2 separate regions of the Mus musculus genome follow, and region 2 is linked to region 1. A link is a contact called in public Hi-C data. All regions are on one chromosome and are shown on one strand. The core of a region is the stretch at or near the end of the contact, and the rest is flanking DNA. Distances in the headings are between cores, read along the strand shown.

Evidence for each region. Hi-C and Micro-C count contacts between places; a contact is called where the count stands out from the background.
Region 2: a contact with region 1 is called in a Hi-C map of double positive thymocytes, with 2.0 times the contacts expected there. The contact joins two enhancer-like sites. A contact is called at or near these places in 6 of 484 Hi-C or Micro-C datasets (CD4 T cells, cerebral cortex, double positive thymocytes and 1 more), 3 of 115 datasets of contacts at active chromatin or transcription factors (embryonic stem cells, extraembryonic endoderm stem cells and memory CD8 T cells) and 2 of 9 other capture datasets (adipose tissue and liver).

The regions. Positions count from the first base shown.
Region 1 is chr9:42,426,400-42,430,783 of GRCm38.p6, forward strand. The region is part of intron 7 of Tbcel (tubulin folding cofactor E-like); the gene reads right to left. Among named protein-coding and RNA genes, the nearest start is that of Tecta, 29 kb to the left of the region's middle. Within about 2 kb of position 1,797, at least 81 of the 459 cell types and tissues checked have an H3K27ac peak or open chromatin away from gene starts, as enhancers often do. A contact at or near this core is called in cerebral cortex and double positive thymocytes, where this site is marked.
Region 2 is chr9:42,518,593-42,522,721 of GRCm38.p6, forward strand. It overlaps Grik4 (glutamate receptor, ionotropic, kainate 4), which reads right to left. Exons shown (of 21, transcript NM_175481.5): 21 at 1,820-2,593. The coding sequence ends at 2,237. Among named protein-coding and RNA genes, the nearest start is that of Tbcel, 48 kb to the left of the region's middle. Within about 2 kb of position 2,074, at least 77 of the 459 cell types and tissues checked have an H3K27ac peak or open chromatin away from gene starts, as enhancers often do. A contact at or near this core is called in cerebral cortex and double positive thymocytes, where this site is marked.

The DNA.
Region 1 (4,384 bases), core at 547-3,046:
AATAAAATAATGTGAAAAATAAACTCATTAGCTATAAATACAGGAAAATAGTATCTTATTATTCTTATTAATTTTTTTCATTTTTAAAAATTAAACAAACAAGACAACAACAACAAAAAGGCAAAGCTGGCTACTTGTTCTGGCCAAGGCTAAAGTTCAGAGAAGAAAGACAGTGTCTCCAAGACCAGAAGCACTTGGGGGGCCTCACTGTGCCTCTTCTTTGAAATCCTCCTCTGTATCTGCTTTAGAGATTAGGAAGGCAGCTACCTCCTGCTGGGCCGAGGCTGAGAAAGAGGCAAGAAGTCAGAAGCAAGGCCTGGGTGACTGGCATGACAAAGCCTGCAGGTCACAGGGAAAGCTAACATTTCAGAGGGTCTCCGAGGAGCTGGGAGGAGAAAGCCCCTTTTGTCTCCCATCAGACTCCCAGATGAATGTGAGCAGTGCTGTGTCACCACCCTGACAGAGGATGATGGAGCTTGGCAATGCCGAGAACCCCAGGAGACCTGTGTCCAGGCGAAGAATGCTCTTCACAACAGCAGGTCCTCTGTGTGGAAGGAATATGAGGGAAGGGACACAGTGCGCTAGGATTCCTCCAGTGTTGGAGACAAAACGGGCCTTCATTGGGGTGGTGTCCAAATACAGCCTGCTGCCCTGCCTCACAATCACAGGAGATACAATCAACTCAGCTAAGAAGAGCCATGAGTCTCTAGCAGGAAAAGCCACTCTCCATACTTCACAAAGCATGCCGTTGGTGACACTAAGCAAGCACTCGAGGAACTGGGCGCCTAATCCTTGACATTCTAAAGAAGCTGTCCCAAGAGCTCAAGCATCCCTCAGGACACAGCTTTGGGGAGAGTGAAAGCAAAGCAAAGCTTAAGGAAGCTTTACCCCTGGTCTCTGACAGCAGCACTCCTCTGTCCACTGGTCCATCGGCACTGTCCTCTGGAACCATGGCTCTTATAACTCGTTTGATAAAGTTTGAAATTTTAAGGTCTCAAGAAAGGGACACCTCAAATCAGCTAGGTCACTCACTGCGCTCAAAATCAAGAAGCCACTGAACCCCCAAAGATACAATCAGGTTGAGATCCTAGAGGAACTTGCTTCCTTTTGTTTTTTCTCTCTTTAAAATTAAACAGGACTACATATTAGCTCAGCGCTAAAGAAGCAATTTACATCCAATCTCTCAGAGGAGATGGAGAGAGAAAGCAAAGGCAAGATGAAGGGAAACTCATAAACAGAAGCAGTGTGATTGGCATCAGTTAAGGGCAAAGCAGTAATGACACATGTGCTGGGCTTTAAGTGTGGAGGCTCCCGCCATCCTGAAAGATGGTTGCGTTGCCCTAGAGGGATCGTGACTGTAAATACTCAAAAACAAGCAGAAATGCGCAATGTGTTTCCCCAGGACTAAATTCTATAATTTAGCCCAAAGCAGGCATCCTCTTTCAGTGTCTAGAGTCAGCCTTGTTTCCTATAGTCTCAATGAGCAATTTGCTCTCCAGGTCTCTCTCAGGCCCTCCTTATAACCAGAACCCAAGCCCACCCTTTGAAATCCCCACAGCCCCCCATCAAACTTCCAGCAATTTCCTACCACAGTAAGAAAGAACAGCAAGTGCCACAGCCATGCTGTCTCCTCTCTTACCTCCACTACTTCCATTCAGAATAACCCCCTCACCTTGACCAGGCTAGCACAAATGCTTTCTAGGATAGGGCGGCCCTTTGCCTGACCTAACCGGCTTCCTCATGAGCACAGTCATATACTGAGCAGTGCTACACTGCCAGGCAACGTCTGGATCCTGGGGAGGAAGGAAGGCCCCGAACAGGAAACACTGCTGTTCCACCCAGCAGACAGTACCAAGTGTGGGAGGCGTGAAGACACTGACATACAAATGGACAGACAACACAATACAAATCAAGTCCAGTAATAGACAAGTGAGATCAAAGTGGGCTAAGGGAATAATAGGAGCCAAGGTATGCCATCTTAGCTAGGGGGTGCTGATGAAGAACCTCAAATAAGGTGAGAGCAAGAGAGAAAGCCACACAGGCAGCCTGCTTGGTGCAGTCCAAACTGCGAGAGAGCGCCAGAGCCTGAGGTGACAGAGAGCCAGCTGGTCACCAGCAAGCAGGTTCCTGCTTCTGTTGTTTGAAATATATAAACCTGACTTTGTGTTGGCTGCTGTAACATTAACAGAACAGGCAAGACAGTGTGAAGATTGGGACTTGAGAACGCAGCAGACGGAAGTTTGAAGCCATCTATGGAGTCTGTGAAAATCTAACTTCAAAAGAAAAAGAACCCAGATGGTCTCCACAGAGAACAGGGAGAAATAAACCCTGAGTGACTCCATCATTCTCAGAGCAGGAATGGAAGGGGCGAGGAGGGGGGAGGGGTGAGTGTGGAGGAAGACTGTGTGTGTGGAGAGGACGTCTGATCTCAGACACAGTTTCATCATCCAGGCGAGGTGTCAAGCTGACAACTGGAAACACCAGGTCAGGGTAATCCATCCCTGACCTGACCCTCAGTTACAGTCATTATTACATCTACTGTTTATTTATCATTACAATCACTGATTACAGCTACCCCACACAGGTGGCATCTAGAGCCATAGGAATGGCTATAAGTAAGAACTGGACAGGTGCAGGAAGAGGGGTGCAAGGAAGAAAGGCCTGGGAACTTAGTCTCTGGAAGTCAAGAGGTCAGGACCCAGCGAAGGAAAGGGTCTCCAGCTTAGCTCCAAAGCAAGCCTCTCACACACCGCAGTTTATCCCTGCACCCCCAGTTTCTAGTCCAGTGCAGTTTATCCCTGTACCCCCAGTTTCTAGTCCAGTGCCGTTTGGTTTATAGCAAGTTCTCAGTTAATAAGTTAAAATGTCCCCTGGACCCCAGCTAGGATCTAGAGTCAGTTCCTCGAAGTTCTCCTGGTGAAGCAGGAGAATCCCGTAACTGAAACATGATCCACCAGGAGAGGACATCTTTCCAGCCACCTGCAGCACACACTCGACTTACTATGAAACAGGACACCACTGCTCCAAGAGCCACTGGGAGACAAGGCACAGAGGAAGCCTATTGACCAGCAGAGCCAACTCAGGGATGCTCAAAGGCCAAGAGACAGAGAACAGAGGCTTTTCTTCTCTGGTTGTTTCAGAAAGTAAATAAACACACAGCCTATGTTGGGAGACTCCATTCCATGCTGGCCAGTTATTTGCCATGAGCAGCCACAGCAAGGAGGCTCCACCCAGCAAAAGACGACAATGACAAGGGTAACTGAGCACCCACAGGCAATTACTGTACTCTTAGAAGACACATTCACAACACCGAGGTATGGCTCCCTTCTCTGCCCAAAATGGTTTATTCTAGGGTAGGTAAACAGATCGCAGATCTCTGGATTGTCCTTAAGGAGTTCCATTTGTAAGATGACCAATCACAACCAAACAGTGTGGAGAAAACAACTCTGCTGTCCTCAGGGACCCTCAGCCCACCATCATGGCCCTTCACATGTTACAGAGACAACCTGGGTCACTTTCCTCGCGTGTCTAAGTGAAGAAGACTGACTTCATGTCTAATTAACATTAGGCAGGAAACCCAGAGAGAAGGAAGGGTTCAGGGAACTGACCTAGGAGAGACAGTACTGAAGTCAGGGTACAGGAAATCCAACTGGACACCATTCAAGAGCACCACTGTCGCCAGCAGCAGGTCCAGTCAAAGGAAGAGAAATGTCTTCTCCAAAACAAACGGCCATACCTGTGGATTTCAGGAAACTGAAGCCCTACTAATTCAGTACAAACCCCGGGTTTCCTAAGGAGTCATACTTCCACTGTACACTAACTGCACCAGGGCTATGTGTGTTTCATCAGTAGCTTAGGAAGAGGCAATGTATGTAACTGGAAGAGAAAAGGGTAAGTTTAGTGGCAATGCTCTGCCACTGTCTTAATTCATAGCATGCATACCGTGCACGCTATGCATTTCAGTATACACATTTTATACACTGTCTTATCTGTCACTTCCTCTTGCTGTCAAACATAAATGCCACTATAGTTTGTATTATTTATTCATGAATTATATTATTTACTGTTGTGGGCTTGGGTGTGGGTGCCATGGCACACACACAGGCACAAAAGGACCTTTCAGGAGTCGAGTTCTCTCTTCTCCTGTGGGCACAGTGGATGGAACTCACATTGTCAGGCTTGGTGGCAAGCGTCTTTACCAGCTGTGCATGTCACCTACCCCCACTGTTCCTTTTTAAGTGCAAAATAGTTCTGGCATATCAAAAGGGCTCAAAAATATTTGCTGAACAAATCTACCAGATGTATATAAAAACTGCTGGGGTAGGTACTGCAGTGAATGCCAGAAGTCAACTTTGGCGATCTAGAATCCGAATGAGCTTCAGAT
Region 2 (4,129 bases), core at 824-3,323, 92 kb after region 1:
CATGAGAAAGGGCTGGGGTGTGGTGGTGGGGTGTATCAGTTGTGACACCATGGCAGAGGGGTGGGGTGAGGTGGGAGGGGGAACTGCTGGCAGTCAGCTTTCAAATGTCCTTCCCACCAAATCTGTATTTTTCCACAAGGAATGGCAAAAAACCAAAACCAAAAAGAAAAACAAAACAAAACAAAACTTAAGTGTCCCACAAAATTTGCTGCCACTGGGCAGTTATAGAGAAAAATGAAAAAAGGCTTCAGAGTTACCAGCAAGGGGTCAGTTTAGGACCAGCAGGGCATCTCTTATATGGACCCAGAAGAATTAGGGTTACAACTTGGGCCCCGGGGTGGCAGCTCTAACAAACTATCCTGGCACAGACAGGATGCCAACTTACACAAAAGGCGGCACCAGGGGATTCAGCCCATCTTTAAAAAAAAAAAAGTCTTTATTTTAGGACATTCAGAACAGGAGCCACGTGAAATCAGCTCAGCTCAAGGTGGAGGTGCAGGAGGTGGGAGTTGGTGGCAGCTGTCTCCTCCCCCACCCCCACCCAGTCTCCGAGTTTTCTAAGTTACTATCAGAAATTGCATAGAATTTGCTTTCCATCCGAAAATGACAGCTCTTCATGGAATTCTGAAGTGGTGAGACCAAACCAAGGCCAAGTGGCTCCTTGGGAGCCTTGGCCCTCCCATTGAGAGGGTATTCCCATCAGACCTTGCAAGCCTCCTACTGGCAGGGCAGATCGGTCCGGTCCGAGATACCCTAGGAAAGTATTGCTGACTCCCAGGCTGCAGCAGAGAGGTCAAACAATTCACTCTGAGTCACACAAGGAAAACTACTGACCACACGGAGATCTGAACTCATGGTTCCGGTTCCTAGTTCTTCGGCCGCTGGTGGGCTAAAACCCTCCACTCTCTTCCAGGAACTAGGTTGTTGGCTATTTGCGGTCTGTTTCATAAACACATGCATATATGCTTAGGTTCTCACATGTATAGGAGCATACACACACACACACACATGCACACACACACACACATGCATGCACACACACACACGCAGGCACGCGAGCGTGTGCACACATGCACACACGCATACACACACACACACACAGTTGCATCCAGGTTTCATGTCTAGTACCAAAAAGTGACCCAATACATAAGAGCCTTGTGGGTAGGGCTTCAGAGGCAACTTACTACCAACTTCAGCTAAAAGCAGATCCAGTTGAAGAGTCTATCATACCCGTTGGGCGCCCTGTCTCTCACTTCTCTGAGTAGTGCCTTGCAATGGAAGTCAGGACCACCAAGGTGTGGGGAAATCACACACGCATACACATCTCCTTCTCCTTATACAATACTCTGCATGCTTTAAAGATTCTTTCTTCCTTCTGTTTTCAGAGATGAAAAGGGTAAAGAAAAAGAAAAACCAGATTAATCCTTAGAGCCCCGGGAATTTCAAAGTATCTCCAGGAAGGTTACATTCCTGTTTGTTTGCTTGTATGTTGCATTTAAAAAGTTTGTTTGATGGACTTTCACCCTCTCTCTATGCAGAGGGAGACTACCAAACACCAGTCACTGGGGGGGGGGGGGGAGGAGGGGGGGGGAGTCAGCACCTGAAACCCAGTGCACCTGCAACTCCAAAACCTAAGGGGGAGAGAGAGAGAGAGAGAGAGAGAGAGAGAGAGAGAGAGAGAGAGAGAGAGGTCAGACTTCCATCCCCAAGCACAAGACAAGGGAGCCTTAGAACAGAACCCAGAAGAGACAGGAAAGAAAAAGAAAAAAGAAAAAAAAAAAAACCATGAGAGGAAAGAAAAGGACATCAACAAAAATATACAAATTCAGAAAAGAAAACTTCCCTGTTGAGTTTAATTTTTTTTTCCTGTAAGAACTAGACCCAGGGTACAATGGCCCCTTCCTAGGGGGAATTCAACTGATGACACCATCAATTCTTGGACTGCTCTCTCGGCAGGGCCCCACAACCCAGAATCCACTTATTTGAGTGTGAGGGAAAGGCTCTCTGGGAGGAGATGGGTCCTTGTGCCCACGAGGGACAGCGTCTCTGCCACGTGGGTGCAGTGTCTCATCTCGGATAGGCCGCTCTGCCACAGGGCAGGGAGATCCGCCTCCTGCTGGGGCAGCAGGCTCAGATCGCTTTGTAAAGTCATTGAATCTTGAATCCGGAGAGAAGGAACTTGTAATGTTAGCCCTCCCGCCTCCCCGCCTGGCTCCATGGTCCTTCGCTGCTGCCACTACTCGGGCTCGCTGCTGTTGGTGGTCTTGTCCCACTCCAGGCTCTCCTCGCTGCGCGCTGGCGACGGTCGCGCCCGCAGGCCCTGGAAGCGGCGGCACTCTGGGCACACGCGGATGTGCGTGCAGCCTCGAGCTACTAGGGCGGCCTCCTGTGCCAGTCTCTGCGCCAGCTGGTCTGGCTCCCCGGCGCCACATAGCTTGCCATTGCTGAGCGTCGCTGTGCCTCTGGGTCGGCGCTCCTCCAGGACCGGGGGCTGGGGTGGCAGGCCTCCAGAGCGCCGCCGCCTGGGATGGATATTGTCCTGGCACAGGATGATGTTGCGCAGTTCTGTCACCATCTCCTGACACACAGACACCTGGGGGAGACAGCGGAGGTCACAGATAGCCACTCAGAACCAGCCTCCTGAGTCTCCTTGTGTCTATAGGCATGGAGTGATGGGAGGCTCTCTCTCATCTCCGGTGAGGAGATTAAATGACTTCTCCCCTCTCCTGCTTAAGGCTCAAAAGCCCCCCAACAGCCTTCATGTAACAGCTCTGCCAGATGATGCCCAATCTCTGGTCACCTTCAAAGAGCAATATCAGCATCTTGGGAAAGACAGGATGCCATTTTGACACATTCCCACCAACACTACGTCCTCCCACTCTGCTTAGCTTCTTCTACCACTGAGAAGTTCATCCGATGACCTCAGGGAAATTTGGATCTTGAAACTTACTTAGAACAAACACTCTCTTAAACATCAGTCTGCCTGGTATTTGAAAACATTGTCATGAACAGTTTGTCTTTAGTCCAAAGATGCTTGTGCCTTTTACCCACCATGCCTGATTGAGTTGTTTGAGCTGGAAAGGAACATTCTGGAAATACAGTGAGAGGAAGCAGCCTCCTTTTCTTCCCTATTCTCTCTTTCATCTCCACCAACATGACAGTTCTACTATGGCCAAAAGCCATCACAAGCCTTGACTTCCTTATAACTGTCCTCAATGGAGTTGCCAACAGCTGGCGGTGATGTACCCCGGAAACCACTGGAATAAACGCTTGCACATCTGAAGGTCCACGGTCCCCTAATAGGAAAGGCTTGGCTCCAGCTGCGTCTCAAAATGCAGAATATTCCAGATTTTAGAAAAGGCATCACAATGCACAAGCACTGTATTATGTTTAACACCCTGTGAGGCTAGGACACACTCCATATTTGAGCACATTGTTATTTCTACAGCAAAATGTTTGTGTGTGTTCACAATGAATGCAACAGAGATGGTGCACATTAATTAGGCTTTGTGGAGGAAAGCATTTGTATCAAACTCACAAAGGGCTTGGGCCATTCTAGCCTTTGGGGTCTGGGAACCAATGGATAAAGAATTATAAACATGTGTTACTATTGTTACTATTACTAATATTATAATATTATTATAATATTCACTTTGAAGATATATAGGTAGGAATTCGGGAAATATTATATATTTTGTAAAGAACCCACTAACGAGTATTCTATCGAGAATTAGAACTTAGACCTCTAATTCCAAAACCCAAGCATACTTGGCTGAGTTCTCATCTCTGAGACCACAGTGGCACTCCGGGACCATGATGGCAAAGCCTCTTTCTTGTGTTCTGTCTATGGGACAAATATTGTCCCATAGACACACAGCCAATATAGCCTCCTTTTCATTTTAGCTATCAGAGCAGTCTGGGAGTCATTGAATTTCAATGTAAGTCCAGACCCTGCCTAAGCTCTATGGAGAAACAGCCATGCAAAGCAGCTGCAGATATCAGCTCATAGAATATGGCCGAACAAGCTCTCAGCCCTGATTCTAGACCCATCACTGCCACTAACAGAGACTCTCGGCAAATCACTAAACCCCTGTGCTTCTAATAATTACTATGGCAACAACCCCCTTGC